2 separate regions of the Mus musculus genome follow, and region 2 is linked to region 1. A link is a contact called in public Hi-C data. All regions are on one chromosome and are shown on one strand. Each heading gives the region's core, a stretch centred on a gene start, on an enhancer-like site or on the middle of the called end of the contact. The rest is flanking DNA. Distances are from core to core; before and after follow the strand shown.

The links. Hi-C and Micro-C count contacts between places; a contact is called where the count stands out from the background.
Region 2: a contact with region 1 is called in a Hi-C map of the HPC-7 cell line, with 1.8 times the contacts expected there. The contact joins the promoter of Mis18bp1 here to the enhancer-like site in region 1. A contact is called at or near these places in 1 of 39 promoter capture datasets (macrophages), 1 of 484 Hi-C or Micro-C datasets (the HPC-7 cell line), 3 of 115 datasets of contacts at active chromatin or transcription factors (the SCID.adh cell line and embryonic stem cells) and 4 of 9 other capture datasets (adipose tissue, embryonic stem cells, liver and 1 more).

Annotation. Positions count from the first base shown.
Region 1 is chr12:65,134,576-65,139,039 of GRCm38.p6, forward strand. It overlaps Mis18bp1 (MIS18 binding protein 1), which reads right to left. Exons shown (of 14, transcript NM_172578.2): 11 at 4,070-4,221; 12 at 2,175-2,274. Among named protein-coding and RNA genes, the nearest start is that of Mis18bp1, 36 kb to the right of the region's middle. Within about 2 kb of position 2,481, at least 2 of the 459 cell types and tissues checked have an H3K27ac peak or open chromatin away from gene starts, as enhancers often do. A contact at or near this core is called in the HPC-7 cell line, where this site is marked.
Region 2 is chr12:65,170,652-65,175,115 of GRCm38.p6, forward strand. Mis18bp1 (MIS18 binding protein 1) reads right to left here and starts at 1,929. Exons shown (of 14, transcript NM_172578.2): 1 at 1,798-1,929.

The DNA of each region.
Region 1 (4,464 bases), core at 1,231-3,730:
TCAAAAACAAACAGGAAGGAAGGGAGGAAAGAGAGATGGGGGTTTCTAACAGAAAAGACCCTAAGCTTTATAAGAATTTACCTCTTCTCATTTAGTAGAGAGAACTATCAAGTTTATTAATTTCTGTGCTGATCCATGGTCCGTGCACAGATCAACAGTGTGGACATCATCTAGTGATTATTAGAAGTACAAATTTCTCAAGTCTATTGCATCATAAAATCAGAACTTTAAATAACTTCTATGAACATTTAAATTCAGGAAACATTGACTTAGAGTATTTCTGAATGCAAGCAACCAAAATTAAATAACAAAGCCAAACAAAACAAACCAAAAAATGGACTAGACATCTAATCTTGGATTTGTGTTCCAAGGCTTTCCTACCAATGTTAATTTTAGGTCTTTTGCAAGAAGTTTGATTCTCATTTAAGGCATATGAAACTGAAAAAGAACACCAAAACTCTGAAGATCACTGAGAAGCAATCTGCTATTTCACTTCTGAAACAGGTTTCTTCTTAAGAAATGAGCTGGGGCTGGAGAGATGGCTCAGCAGTTAAGAACTCTGGCTGCTTGCTCTTTCTGAGCAAGGTCCTGAGGTCTTGCGTTCAAATCCCAGCAACGACGACATGTTGGCTTACAACCATCTGTAATGAGATCTGATGCCCTCTTAAGAGCCACTAGATTCGTTTCACACCAAGGTCTGCAATGAAGTATTCACTATTTCTTGTGGCTAAGCTCATGAGAACGAATGATTATATACTTCCAATCTAAGAAGAATTTGACTTAAGTGAATTTGTAGTATAAAGATTTCAAAGAAAGGAGGAGATGGCCATATCTGGTCTGAAGAATTACTTCCATAAGTCATCTCACAATTCATCTACATAAATTATTCTTTAAGAGTACCTAAAGTTGAAAGTAGAAAACTAAAAATTTAAAAGATAATTCAAAGGACTAAGAGCTAAGAAAATAAATAAACCATGAATTTGAAAAGGGGCAAGTGGGTAGAGAAGGTTTGGAGGGAAGAACGAGAAGGGGGAATAATGTAATTATAATCTCAGAAAATAAAAGAATTTTCATAAAAACTTGTCTTTTGACACTGCAGACTCCTGTAGCTCTAATTGGACTTCATCTCCTGACCCTCTAAGTGTTGGAATTACTAGTCTGTTCCAGTGGAGTCCCAGCTCTAAAGTATTTGTTTTTGAGATAGTACTGGGGATTAGACTCAGAGTCTATGTGCATACCAGAGAAATGCTCTACTACTAAGTCATGTTCTCACCAATCCAAACAGATGTGTCTTTTGTCCAGGCTCTATTCATTATTAAAACAACCTTCAATTAAAGTTTTCCTATGTTTGGATTTTTTTTTGGTTTTTCGAGACAGGGTTTCTCTGTGTAACCCTGGTTGTCCTGGAACTCACTTTGTAGACCAGGCTGGCCTAGAACTCAGAAATCCGCCTGCCATGCCTCCTGAGTGCTGGGATTAAAGGCGTGTGCCACCACCGCCCGGCCCCTATGTTTGGATTTTAAATACTCACTAAATCTAAGAGAATCTGAAGGGCTGGAGAGATGGCTCAGTGATTAAGAGCACTGACTGCTCTTTCGAAGGTCCTGAGTTCAAATCCCAGCAATCACATGGTGGCTCACAACCATCCGTGATGAGATCTGACTCCCTCTTCTGGTGCATCTGAAGTCAGCTACAGTGCAAATCTGTAGACTGGAGTGAGCAGGGCTGACCAGAGCGAGCAACCTTCATTCCCAGCAACCACATGATGGCGCACAACCATGAGTACAGCTACAGTGTTCTCATATACATAGATAAATAAAGAGTCTGAAACTGATTCAAAGCTATAAAAGCCATAAATCAGTCTGGAATCAGTTGTTGAGTAGGTACAGTGTTTTCATATATTGCTTAAAATGTCCCTTCTGGACTGGTATTTTCCAGTCAGATTTCAAAGGAGAATTTTCACCCATGTATATCTTGGTTCAGTTCCTCCAGTCTAGGAGCTGTCGTCTATAATCCTACAGTGCTATATACACTTTCTTCACTACTAGCTTCATATTAGGATTAGATTAGTTTGTAAGTTCCTGGAGGGCAGAGACAGTTATACAACTTATAATTACCACAGTTTATCAAGCATTATAACATATAGTGTAGGATAAATAATAAAACACACTTACTGTTTTTTTCCTAATGTTGCCCCAGACAAGGCCACCATTACTCTTGCCATATTTTTTAGCATTTTTTTGCATTTGGTAAACATATCTATCACAATTATTCCTGTATAAATATAAAATAATACCAAGATGTCAAATCAACATCATGTTAAACAGCAATCAATAAAAGTCTAAAATTTTCTTAACTATATTCAAAAGACTATAGTAGAAAACTTTGTTTTGCTAATTGGTCACTATCCTACTGTGGCTATTTGAAGAAGAATGGCCCCCATATTCTTAAAGGTTTGAAAGCTTAGTCATCAGTGGTAGCATTACATGAGAAGGGTTGGAGGAAGTATGTGACTGGGGTGGGCTTTGAGGTTTTAAAAGCCCAAACCAAGCCCTGGGTCTTTGCCATTTCCTGCTGATCTGGATGTAGAACTCTAGCTACTTCTCCAGCACCATGTCTGCTAGCAAGCCACCATGCTCCTGCCATAATAATTAACTAATAAACATCTGAGTCGGTAAGCAAGCCCCAATTAACTGCTTTCTTTTCTAAGAGTTGTAGTCAGAGTGTCTCTTCACAGCAAAAGACCAAGAGCTAGGGTACCATCTAGGTTTATCCCTAAGACTGTTCACTTCCTGTTTTTACTACTTTTGTTGTTCACTTCCATTAATCAAAACCAAATGTCACAGTTGACCTTTTAGACATGCCTGGTATAAAAACTATCCATTTACATCTTCCAATTATATCAAGTCTCAATCTAACTTAGCAAGTCTTTTCTTTCTATATAATTGTGTTTCTTGTTTGATTAACATACATAACTTAATCACAAACATTGTTGTACAAATGAATAAACCCACAGCTGCTAATATTTGCTTAGTGAATGATAGGTCTACCCAGATTAACACCCTATGGGTCTACTTTCCCAGCGATTGTTTGGTATAACAGAAGTTAAAGTTTTTCACTTTACAATTGTTCTCAAATTGTCATAAAAAGTAACCCTGTACACACGCACATCCCTTTTCACTTTTAGAGACAGTGTAGTCTCTTACTGTGTAGTCCTGCCTGTCCCCAAACTCAATGCTCCCTCTGTCTTGATTCCAAAGTGTTGGAATTAAAGGCATGCTTAGCAAATTAACTTCTAGTTGTTTTGAACACTGCACTACAAAAGTAGGATTCCTGCGTCAATGTACATGGTTATAGTAATATATGCCAACAAATTGCAGCTGCACAGATAATACTGATTAATAGTTTTTCACTATCATGTTGTAAAAAAGGGTTACTGTTTCACTGTTAATTTGCAGTAATGCTAAATATATTCCAGGGAACGTTTTTTGTATTATGTTATATTCCTTTTACAAAGGTTTTAATTGATAGTATTAGTTTTAATTATGTGTGCATGTGGGAGTTGGGGTGGAGATTATACACATGAGTGCACTGCCCATGGAGGCCAGAAGAGGAAGTCAGATCTCCTAACTCAAGTTCCCTGTAAGAGCACTAAGTACTCTTTTTCCCATTGAGCCATTTCCCCAGACCCAGCAGAACAGTTTTTTCTCTGATCATCTTAATATTATAGACAGCGATTGGTGGCAGATAAAACATAATATTAAATCTTTTCATTAGTGATTTATGGGTTTTGCATTTGAGTTAGAAAGATTGTTAATTCATAGTATAATATCACAAAGGATCACTATATATTTCAATTAAAATTATTCTACTTCCAATATTATACATTGAGATAACCCATAACTTGCTGAAACTAAACATGCTTAATTTTTAGGAACTATTTATGCTTCAGTTTTTTAAATGATAACTTCCCCTTGATGTTTTTAAGTTTATCAATTTACAAAATGTTTCAATGTTCTTGAATATTAAATTAACTTGAATATAAAATGAACCTCACATTCACACTTACCTTTCTATAGCGGCTAGCATGCTGGGGCTGAAATGCTGACATTGTGGAGTAGTGCTTCTCAATGGTGAAGTAATAATTGATGATGGAGATGCTGGATCCCTGTCCATATCTAGCAGAAAATCATCATCTTGACTGTATTGAAAACTTGGCAACTAGAAAACAAATATTTTCACTAAGTTCTCAAATTTATCTCATCACAAAATAATTTTGTGGACTAAGTTGTTTTCTCTATAATTTTTTCAAGTTTTATAATTAAAACTAATAGAACACAGAACAGACACTACAAAAACCATTTTCTCTTGTACAAAATAAACACAATTATACCTATTTCTAAAGGCTGTGGAGAACAGAGGTAGTCAAGTGTTTTCTAAGCATGTTAAAAGCTTTTAGTCTTT
Region 2 (4,464 bases), core at 679-3,178, 36 kb after region 1:
GGAGGAGGAGCAGCAGCAGCAGCAGCAGCAGCAGCAGCAGCAGCAGCAGCAGCGCACCTCACCTCCATATGTCAATAGTCACATAGCTTAATAGTCATTTGGTGTAACTTGAAATCATGATAGTTAAAGAACTAGGTTTCAGAAGCAAGCCACCAGAGGCCATCCAGAAGCTCAGATAGGAGCCTAGCCCAGACAGGGCCAGTGTGCTAATGAACTAACCCCAAGATGGTGTTGATATGGAAGTAAACCAATCTCAAGCTGTGGGCCCTAAGAGTACAACGCTAACACCACTACCTCCCCCCCCCCCCTAATAAATTCTGAAACTTTGAGAATGGTGTCTCTAGCCAGTGACAAGAAGACTTGAGACATTGGCCTCAGTGACTAAGGAACTTCAGGTACTGTTGCCAAGCCCACACAGGACCAAGTCAATGTCCTGCTCTTAAGTGTCTCCTGGGACCTCCAGCGATGCAATATTCCACCCAGCCTGCCACAGCTGAAGGATTTTCACAGCAAATGTGGGTTCAGCCCTCAGCTTCCAAAGCATCATTGCCAGAAGACTCCCCAGTAGAACCCTGCTGCAGCACTTCTACCCAAGCACTGTTACACGCTTGGTGAAATGTATGTGTAAATTTTCTACTAGCATGATATCATGAGGAATGCTTGTGTGGATAAACCAGGCATATTCAAAAGACAAATCCTGCAGGAGATTTAAATAGTAGAGCACCTTACCACCTACCAGCTCCTGCTTCTCCTAGTGACAATTCATTTATAAATCTCAATTCGATGTACTCAACAACAAAAACAATAAGAACATTAAAAACTGCAGAAGGATTAAATGGCAAAACAGACTTGATAGCCACATTTTAAAAAACCCACATCACATGCTTATGAGCATAAGCACGTTAAGAAACCCATAAAACAACAACAACAAACCATACATACTGGCAACATTACACGGATTCAGCAGGTTATAGCTAGGAATATATATGTGTGTGTGTACATATTTGCAACTGTTATTGGTGAAAATGAACCACTGAATTTGAAAGAGAGTAGGGAGGTTTGTAAGGGAGGGTTTGGAGGGAGGAAGGGGGGAGGAGAATCTAAGTAAATTATAATCTCTAAAATAAACAACAACAAATGCGCCTGACTGTACAGTGTTATACTTTAAGGATAGGATGAAGGAACCTTCTGTTTTTCTTTTTTATTATTAGATATTTTCTTCATTTACATTTCAAATGCTATCCCCAATACCCCCCCCAAACCCACCCACTCCTGCTTCCTGGCCCTGGCATTCCCTCATAATGAGGCATATAATCTTCGCAAGACCAAGGGCCTCTCCTCCCATTGGTGGCCTTGTACAAGGCCATCTTCTGCTACATATGCAGCTAGAGTCAAGAGCTCTGGGGTACTGGTTAGTTCATATTATTGTTCCACCTATAGGGTTGCAGACCCCTTCAGCTCCTTGGGTACTTTCTCTAGCTCCTTCATTGGGGGCCCTGTGTTCCATGGAACTTCCTGTTTTCCAAACAAAATCTCTAACATCTACAGATGCCTGCAACAAGCATGGTATTCAATCCTAAGAACGCATAAGCGGCTGCCTCTAGGAATGCTGGGTCCGGAGACAAAGAGTTGGGCATTCCCACGCTACTCCTCACGGAGACTTCGGATTTTAGAACAAATCTCGGGCGCTAGGGCAGCAATGTTAACGAGCGAACAGAGCAGAAGTTAGACGCCCGAGAAGAGTCAGGCGGGGACCCGGCCGATCGGTCCGCGAGGCTGAGCGAGCAGAGGACCTACCTTGGTGAGGACAGCAGCTCGAGGCCGTGGTTACCCAGGGCTCGCAGCGCCTCAGACCCACGGAGGCCCGGGCAAGGGCTCCACGCGTGTCCGCAGACTGAAACTCCGCTCGCCTTCCTCGTCCACTTCCCCAGCACGGACAAATAGCGCTGGATTTCAAATCCCGAGAGCCCGCCCCCCGGTGCCTGCGATTGGCCCGCGCAGAGGTTGCGACACGGCGCGTCTTCCGGAACTCCAGGAAACAGGAGCACAGCCCAGAGCGGCCCGAGGCTGTGAGAGCGGAAAGCGTCCGACCGAAGCCCCTCGGTTGCTCGTGGAGTTTGTTTCTCTCCACAAGGCGGGCCCCCGGGAGCGCCTCGCCACTCCTCCCGTGATGCTCCGCGGGGAGAAAACCCCACGACGGTTGACGCCCAGCGGCGCTTACCGAGGCGCGATTTACTAAATTTGACCCTTGCGGGCCACACTTGTTAGTTCTAGGCTGCGCTTTCTCAGTGTAGTCCGTTTCTGAGGAGAAAAACTGCTTTAGAGAGTTTGAAAGAATTTTTCTTTCAGTTTGCTGTTTAGATTTTCTTCGGGCCAGGAAAAAAAAAAAAAAAAAGTTGCTCCCAAGTAGTAGACTGAACTGGCTCTTCCAGAGGTCCTGAGTTAAATTCCCAGCAACCACATGGTGGCTCACAACCATCTGTAATGGGATCGGATGCCCCCTTCTGGTGTGTCTGAAGACAGCTACAGTGTTCTTTATAATAAATCTTTGGGCCGGAGGGTGGCGCACGCCTTTAATCCCAGCACAGAGGCAGAGGCAGGCGGATTTCTGAGTTCGAGGCCAGCCTGGTCTACAAAGTGAGCTCCAGGACTATACAGAGAAACCGTCTCCAAAACAAAACAAACAAAAAAATTCAATTCCCAACAACCACATGAAGGCTCAACCTTGTACACAACCATATCTGTACAACTATAGTGTACTCAATATACATAAAATAAATAAATTAATCTTTAAAAAAAAAATCTAAGGACCATAGTAGAATTTCTTTTCTCAGTGAATGTCGGTTGCAGTGCGTTTTGTGGCACTGGTTCCTGAAGTCTGTTTTGCCACTTGATAGTACATGCCTGTTATCCTAAGACTGGGAGGTTGAGGCAAGAGGATGGAGAATCAATCGGAGGGCAGCCTGTAGTATGTGTTGGGGCTCTGAAAGGAACTGCTTCCCCTACAGATGTGTTATATCTCTTCCTCAGCTGCCAGGGAAGGTATCCACAAAGCTGGCATAGCAGTTCTGCTCCAGCGGTTGAGACACAACACACCTCACACAGGAGAGTGGTTGCCTTTAGAAGAAGCAGGGACCTGAGCTTGATTGAGGCAGGGATATTATATTGGAATTCTTGGCGGGGGACCCCGAGGGTGGAGACCGAGGGACTCTGTTTCTTAACCTTAGTCTTGGGCTTGCGATCAAGTAAAGGTCAAGGTGGTTTTTCTCTTAGCCCTGGTCTTAGGGTCAAGTCAGGAGCATGGTGTTTTTCATTTGCCCTTTGACCATACCTCTATTGACTCACAATCCCAACAGGGGGCCTGGGAATGCGGTGGGGGGTGGGGGTGGGGATCATGAATTTAACATTAAGAATGGAAGTGGGCTAAGTGGATAATGTAGCTCTGCTCTCAGCTAGTCCAAAGGCTTAGGTAGTAGATTAAAATTTTAAATCTATCTTGGGTCACAGAATGAGTTTGAGGCCAGCAGGGATGACCTAACGAGATCCAGTCTCAAAACCTAAAGAGTGCTAGGGTGTGGTTTCATGGCAGATTACTTACTATGCACAAGGCTCTAGGTCCTTGTCCTAGGGAAAAGAAATTTAAGTGACTTTTTTCAGATTTCTGAATCATAAGTCAACCAACTATTCTAAGTTAGAAGCAAGTGAGAGGAGAGGAAAGCATCAGGGAGGGAGAAAATGCCCTTGCAGGGCCATGAGAAAATGACTGAGTGTGGATCTGAATTAAATTTGGGAGTAAAGGTGGTCAAATTCCAGGCTAAATAATACAATCTCATAAGTACTATAAGTATAAAATGTACCAACTTGGTGTCAGGTCCAAAGCCCCCCCCCCCCCCAAATACCAGTGCTGGTAATGTTTTCCTAAATAGGACATTGACCATCATATAAAATCTTACTTTTCTGTCCTTTTGTTCTTCCTTCTGTCTGCCCCACCTCCAAAGAAATAGCCTTTGCAATTTGATCCCCATTAACTCTTAGGCCCTTGGAGTGGTCTAGTCTAGTGTTTTCACTGTGCCGTTGCTTATATTCAGATCCTCCAAGAAACTGATGCTGTGAAAGATTAAACATGGGGAAGAATTGAGACTAGTGAACCTTCAGATCTCCGTGCAGATCTGACCTTTGTAAAAAGAAACGTTAAAGGGAGCTCAATTAGACAGGGGAAGCACAGGTCTGTTGTTTCAGCGGTATGAAGGATAAAATGGTTGAGCAGTTAGGGGGGCAGGTAAAAGGGTCACAGTTCCCTGATGTCACCTTCAGTAGCCCGAAGAGTTGGTTCCAGGGACCTTACTCAACTCAGGTCAAATGAGGATTCATGTCTGTACTTGTTAGTTTATGAAGAAAAGTGGAAGATTTTATTAAATCTATATTATACACACACACACACACACACACACACACACACACACA